Regions from separate parts of the Mus musculus genome. Here region 2 is linked to region 1. Evidence: chromatin contacts called from public HiChIP or PLAC-seq data. All regions are on one chromosome and are shown on one strand. Each heading gives the region's core, a stretch centred on a gene start, on an enhancer-like site or on the middle of the called end of the contact. The rest is flanking DNA. Distances are from core to core; before and after follow the strand shown.

Region 1 (3,370 bases), core at 90-2,589:
GTCTTACTGGAATCCAGTAACTTTGATTCACATCTGTACTGTTTAAATATCTGCATTTGCACTACAAAGGCAAAGTCAAGTAATTGTGAAACAGACTAGCTAGCTGTTCAGTAAAGTTTCAATATGATCTGTTCCTGTCTACAAAAGTTTTTTTTTCTTTTTTTTTATTACGTATTTTCTTCAATTACATTTCCAATGCTATCCCAAAAGTCCCCCCCTCCCCCCCTCCCCCCCCTCCCCTACCCACCCATTCCCATTTTTTGGCCCTGGCATTCCCCTGTACTGGGGCATATAAAGTTTGCCTGACCAATGGGCCTCTCTTTCCAGTGATGGCCGACTAGGTCATCTTTTGATACATATGCAGCTAGAGTCAAGAGCTCCGGGGTACTGGTTAGTTCATAATGTTGTTCCAACTATAGGGTTGCAGATCCCTTTAGCTCCTTGGATACTTTCTTTAGCTCCTCCATTGGGGGCCCTGTGATCCATCCAATAGTTGACTGTGAGCATCCACTTCTGTGTTTGCTAGGTCCCGGCCTAGTCTCACAAGGGACAGCTATATCACCGTCCTTGCAACAAAGGCTTGCTAGTGTATGCAATGTAGAAAAAGTTTTTTGAACTAAGCTCTTAGATTTCTTTCTACTGTAATATTCTATACAACTATGAAAATATTAGTTACATACTTTATAATTGCATTCTGTGCATAAAATTTCAGTTTCTAGTTTATGCAATAGCTCTCCTTTATGAGTAACTTGTCTTTGTTCTTCATTTTTCATGACTACAGTCAAAGAGGCTACCATCTCTGGAGATTTCATTTTCAAGACAGGGTTTCTCTGGGTAACCCTGGCTGTCCTGGAACTCACTCTGTAGACCAGGCTGGCCTTGGACTCAGAAATCCACCTGCCTCTGCCTCCAGAGTGCTGGGATTAAAAGCGTGCGCCACCACTACGGTTCTGGAGATTTTCTATTGCTTCTTTTATAGAGATGATAACAATAATTATACTATTCCCCTCTTCCATTTTCTCCATCCAAACCCTTCCATATAGCCCATACTATCTTACACTGATTTTGTTTTTGCTTGTTGTTTTGAGACAGGGTCTTGCTATGTGACTCAGGCTAGTTACAAACTATGTATTCAAACTGGCCTTGAATTCACAATCCTCTTGTGATACCTTCCAAAGCTCTGTGAAGACAAGCGTGTGATATTATACTCGGATCCTATGTAGCCCAGGATATCTTCACACTAGCTGTTATTCTGTCTCACCTTCCTGAAACCTAGGATCTCAGGCACAAAGGAGTGTGAAGATCTTAGCATGGATGACTATTCAGCCAAAGTATAGCCATCTGGTAGTCTATTTCAACCAGCTGGGACTACGCCTAACTGTTTAGGAACCTGGGTGTGGCCCTACTTGTCCAGAACACGAGGTTTTTGTTTTATCATTATTATTATTTTTTTTTTCGAGACAGGGTTTCTCTGTGTAGCCCTGGCTGTCTTGGAACTCACTCTGTAGACCAGGCTGGCCTCAAACTCAGAAATTCACCTGCCTCTGCCTCCCAAGTGTTGGGATCAAAGGCGTGAGCCACCACGCCCGGACAGAACTTGAGTTTTTAAGGGCAGAGACCATCCAAGCATCTTCAGGGGGAAGCTTTGCAAAACAAGCAGTTTGAAACAAACAGGCTAAGTAAGATAAGTAGTTAGCCAGCGGGAAGGGGTTTCCACACAAACAAGCAGCTAAGATGAACTGTTAGCTGTAGGGGGTTCCGCACAAACAAGCAGTTTTAACAAAGGCTAAGATAAGTTAGCTAGGACATCCTGACCTTTGTTTCCTAGAATACTTTTGGGTAATTTTCCATGAGATTCTCCATCAAGGAGATCAAAGTCTAGTTAAACCTAGAAATGATCTCAGCAAGACAACAAAATGGAGGAAGCCTTGTCAATAGCACCACCATACTCATTCATATGGTGATTTTAAGCATTGTAAATGAACCTTATAATGGAGCATTTAGAGACTATTATGATTAAAATAAGAAGAAAAACCTATTTTGGGACGTCTTATTAGGGGATTTCTTATTTCAATGGCATGACTTTTAAAAAGAAATCCTTACAATATATTACAGTATCAGTATATGTACAAAACACGTTTCGTATAATGAACAACATACAGCATGGTCCATTGCCAGTAAGCCATCATATGTGTTAGCCATAATCTCTCCATTCTCTCAAAACACACTCTAACCCAAACCCCAGTCAGAGGCAAGCACTAAGCTCTCTTCCAACTCCATAGATCTGTATATCATAGAATTTCAGAAGAATACAGCATGTGGGCTTTTGTGCCTGGTTTCTCCTTCCTTCTTTCCTTCTTTCCTTTTGTTTTCCAGAAGCAACATTTCAGCAAGAGTACACAGTGGACTACTGCTGAGAGTGTGAGAGCTTTGAGCAGCTGGGAGTGGGGGATAAGGAAGTTTTTCCATTCCGAGAGGATGGGAATAGTCACTGTGATGAGCCAGGAGTTTACCAGACTTTACATTCTTTATGAACTATACAAGATGAGTTTGTATATGAGTCAATTTTTAAAAAAAAGTATTTGTAAAAACTTGCACTTACATTAGAAAAGATCACAGAACTGTCATCTATGTACTACAGTTGCTAGACCAAAGTATTGAGGAACAAAATTACACATTTCTAATTTTTTTTCAAAACAATCGATATCTTTAAAGTGCACTTATGTTATTGCTTTCCATTAGCAAAGTCCATAAAGAAACCTAGCAGCCTAACCTTCCCTCTGCCCCAGAGACCTTGAGCCACAAGTGGCCCTGCCAGATGATAGTGGCCATGGTTTGAGCTTGACAGAGCTGGAGAACAGAATGCTGAAACACAACAAAAGAGGAAAATGTCTTTGATTTCAACTGTGGCATTAACTAAAAGAATCCCAAAAGGATCGAAGCATGCAGCTCTGCCAGCTAGGCTGGGCAAAACAGGGGACACGGGTGACCGTGGAGGCTGACTCCAAGACTCCTGGGAAGTGGACCTGTTTGGAAAGCTGTGTTTCAATGGTGATTAATTTGAGTTAATGTGTTTACAAGGTTAATCAGTGCTATGTTATGTAGTCGCAATTCACTCTTTATATTACCAAATAATTATATGTAAGGTTGTATCGTAACTGCATTTAATTTTTTTGAGATTGTTTAAAAAAGCAATTGCACTTCTGTGTGCCCACCAGCAGTGTATAAAGTTTCTAATTTGTCCACATTCTTACCAGTATTCTCATTATCTGCTTTTTGATTATAGCCATCCTAGTGAGCCTGAAGTGGCAACTCACCATTTTTTGATTTGCATTTCCATAATGGTTAATAATGCTGGACATCTTTTCTC
Region 2 (3,698 bases), core at 602-3,101, 140 kb after region 1:
TCTTTTTTCTTAGTTACTTTTCTATTGCTGTGATAAAACCCTAATCACGGCAATACATTCTTTTAAAAGCATTTAATCAGGCTTACGATTTCAGAGGGTTTGAGTTCATGATAGCAAAGCAAAGGCTCACAGTGGCAGGAACAGCAGTGAGTTCACGCCACAAAATGCAAACAGGAAGCAAAGAACATATGTAATGGCAGGCCTTTTGAAATCTCTTTGCCTGATGATGGATGATGTGACAAACCTCTTCTAACAAGGCCACAGCTCCTAATCCTTCTCAAACAGCTCTGCGAACTGAGGACCAAGTATTTAAGAGTATGAGCCTATGAGGGCCACTTTCATTCAAACCACCGCAGGATCTAAAACATTTTCCACATGAAACACACAAAGTAAGCATACTAAAATAAAAGGTGGCCTAAGCCTCACTTGAGACTATCTCCTATAAACTAAAGAGAAAAAAACAAGACTGTTTTGTTGAATACAGTAAGGGTATGAGATTATCGATAAAGTATGGCTATAATTCCAGCAGTAGGGAGGTCAAGACAAAAACAATCACTCTAAGTCTGAAACTAGACTGGTGTATATATGAGAAGTTCTAGGCTAGCCAGATATATTACAAGAGGCTGTTTCAAATAAGATCAAAAAGAATATTCTACAATTGAAATGAACATACTTACTGAAGTAGTCCACCCCCAGCAAAACTGGTAAAAAAAATCATAAAAGAGCCATTTAGCATATGAAATAAGATTTACATTAGAAAGTCTCCAAGGGCTCAAAAAGAGTAGTAAAATCACTTAAGAGATGACACAGAACCCATTTCGTTTCCCTCCCAGGTCACATTCTAGAAAGTCATCTTGAGATTAGCACAGAGTCACACCTGAAGGTTCTAGTCCAATTGCTACCTTTCTGAGAACGGCAGAGCATCGGCAGTGCTCCCCTTCGACCCCAGTGACAGCATTTTGAAGCTAAGCTCTGATCTACTGTGCTCAAGAGCTAAATAAAACTCTCTCTACCTTGGGTGTGCCACTATTGAGAAGGACGATCAACTACCTTGGTCCTGGCTTATAGCACATTGGTGCTATGTGAGGTAAGCCACTGCTTCCACTTCTTCACCCCAGCACTCAACTCCCAAACTGGTGAGGCTATCACTCCCAAGTGAACCACTGCCCCCTCCAGCTCCAGGCTGTTTGTAAGAGATTTTGCTAGGAGTAAGAATTGACTGCAGGGGATGGGGAGATGGCTCAGAGGTTAAGATCACATACTGCCATAATGTTCTTCCAGGGGACCCAAATTCAAATTCCCAGTACCCACTTCAGGGAGCACACAAGTTCCTGTGACCCCAGCTCAAGAGGAATGACTCCTTTCTCTGGTCTCTGCAGGCACACACATATCTACACATACACATATCTACACACACACAATGCATATACATGTGCATATACACATGCAGAGTTAATATAGCACAAACAAAATTTTAAAAATAATTGATGACGTTTGCCACTAGATATAAAAGACATTTGAGACTAAAAGTTTTTCTTAAACGCAAAGACAATTAATTGGGAAGGGACTGGTAGAATTATAGCTCAGAAACTAAACCAGGAAAGCTGGTGTGCCTGAGAAAACCCAAAATCTGAGGATTCAGACAACCAGACAAGGCCTGCTTGGAGTCAGAAAAAAAAATGTCTCAAACCTACCTTAGCAACCATCTCTTCAAAAGAACAGTTTTGAGTAAGTGCAACAATTTATGCCCCAGGGCATGTTGAAAACAATCTGCCAGCAACTACTGTAGGTAACAGGGCAAGACACAAAGAGATCCCTGCCCAAACCATTATCATCCCAGGCTGACTGCAGGCATACAATAAAGAGACTGTGCCTCCTGAGAAGCAAAGTACGAGGGTTACTACTTACAGCAGTCATAAGGCAGAAAGCACTAAAATAACCCACTAGTTTCTAAACAAATAAGTGAATAATGGGCTCTAGGAGGGAGCAGACCAGTACACAGATTTGCTGTAAATATTATCTAAAATGTCTGGCTTCAAAAACAAAAATAAGCATGGCACTAGTCAAGAACTAGTAAAATATGACCTGGGGGGAAAAAGTCAAAAGGAAATGCCTATGGGTGTAAAGAAACATTATAAGATTAGAGAGAAAGGGCCTTCAAAATAGTAGTTATAGATATGCTCAAAGACTAAAGTGAATTATTTTGAAAAAGTAAAGAAAGATGCCATGACAATATCTTGTCAAAGAATATCAATAAACTAATTTTTGTTTGTATTGTTTTGCTTGTTTGGTTTTTAGTTTGGGGTTTTTGGGGGGTTTTTTGGTGTTTGTTGTTTTTTTTTAGTTTTTTTTTTGTTTTGTTTTGTTTTGTTTTTTGAGATAGGGTTTCTCTGTGTAGCCCTGGCTGTCCTGGAACTCACTTTATAGACCAGGCTGGCCTCAGAAATCCGCCTGCCTTTGCCTCACAAGTGCTGGAATTAAAGGCGTGTGCCACCACGCCCGGCTGGTTTTTGTTTTTTTAACACAGGGTTTCTCTTTTTTGTTTTTTTAACACAGGGTTTCTCTGTGTAGCCCTAGCTATCCTGGAAAATCATCTGTAAATCAGACTGGCCTCAAACTCAGAGATCCGTTCCCTCTGCCTCCCAACAGCTAGGATTAAAGGTGTGCACCATGAAGCCCAGCTAATATACTATTTTTAAAAGGAGCAGAAATACTGGAGTACAAAGTGTTCTACCTTTAGAATTCATTAGATGAGCTAAACAGTATATTTGAAATGGCAAAAGACTTAGTGATTGTAAAGACAGATCAAATTATACAAAGTGAGTAACAGAAAACAAGAGTGGTGAAAAACGAACGGAACCCCAGAAAATATAAGAATTTTAAGCATGCCATATACCAGATGCAGAGTAGAAAAGTGGAAGAAAAAAGATTGATGAAAAAATGGCTGAAAACTTTCCAAGTTCATTAACAACCAAAGCAACATACACACCCAAGATGTTTAACGAGTAGAAAAAAAAACAAAAAACAAAACACAAAAACACCCTCAGACACCTATACTAAAAGCCAAAATCAAGGTGAAAACTCTTCAAGAAAACAACTTCTTCCTAACAAATGAATCCTCAAATTAAGAGCAGATTTCTTGGCAGGGTAAAAAAGGAAGCCAGAGCATAATCAGTTACCACATACAAATATTCTTAAAGGGTGGAAAAAGCTATCAAGCAAAGAGACCACTCAAAACCTGCAGTGAAGCCGAGCATGGTGGGACACGCCTTTGTTCCCAGCACTTGGGAAGCAGAAGCAGGGAGATCTCTATGAGTTTGAGGCCAGCCTGGTCTACAGAGTGAGTTCCAGCACAACCTGGACTACACAGAGAAACCCTATTTCAAAAACAAAACAAAACAAAAACAAACAAAAAAGTCTGGAGTGAAATAAAGATATTCCCATAGGAGCAAAAACTGGGAGAAGTGGTTAGTAAAGAACCATTTACAAAAGAACAACTGGAGGCAGGCGTGGTGGCGCACGCCTTTAATCCCAGCACTTGGGAGGCAGAGGCAGGCGAATTTCTAAATTCAAGGCTAGCCTGGTCTACAGAGTGAGTTCTAGGACAGCCAGAGCTACAGAGAAACCCTGTCTCGAAAAAAACAACAAAACAAAACAAAACAAAAAAACAACTGAGGGAACTTCTCAGGACTGAAAAA

What was found. HiChIP or PLAC-seq counts read pairs in DNA pulled down with a chosen protein or histone mark.
Region 2: a contact with region 1 is called in an H3K27ac HiChIP or PLAC-seq map of embryonic stem cells, with 5 read pairs. The contact joins two enhancer-like sites. A contact is called at or near these places in 4 of 39 promoter capture datasets (embryonic stem cells, liver and stem cell-derived epiblast-like cells), 1 of 115 datasets of contacts at active chromatin or transcription factors (embryonic stem cells) and 1 of 9 other capture datasets (adipose tissue).

What each region holds. Positions count from the first base shown.
Region 1 is chrX:104,259,087-104,262,456 of GRCm38.p6, forward strand. No RefSeq gene overlaps it. Among named protein-coding and RNA genes, the nearest start is that of Nexmif, 60 kb to the left of the region's middle. Within about 2 kb of position 1,340, at least 5 of the 459 cell types and tissues checked have an H3K27ac peak or open chromatin away from gene starts, as enhancers often do. A contact at or near this core is called in embryonic stem cells, where this site is marked.
Region 2 is chrX:104,402,895-104,406,592 of GRCm38.p6, forward strand. The region is part of intron 1 of Abcb7 (ATP-binding cassette, sub-family B (MDR/TAP), member 7); the gene reads right to left. Among named protein-coding and RNA genes, the nearest start is that of Abcb7, 9.1 kb to the right of the region's middle. Within about 2 kb of position 1,852, at least 4 of the 459 cell types and tissues checked have an H3K27ac peak or open chromatin away from gene starts, as enhancers often do. A contact at or near this core is called in embryonic stem cells, where this site is marked.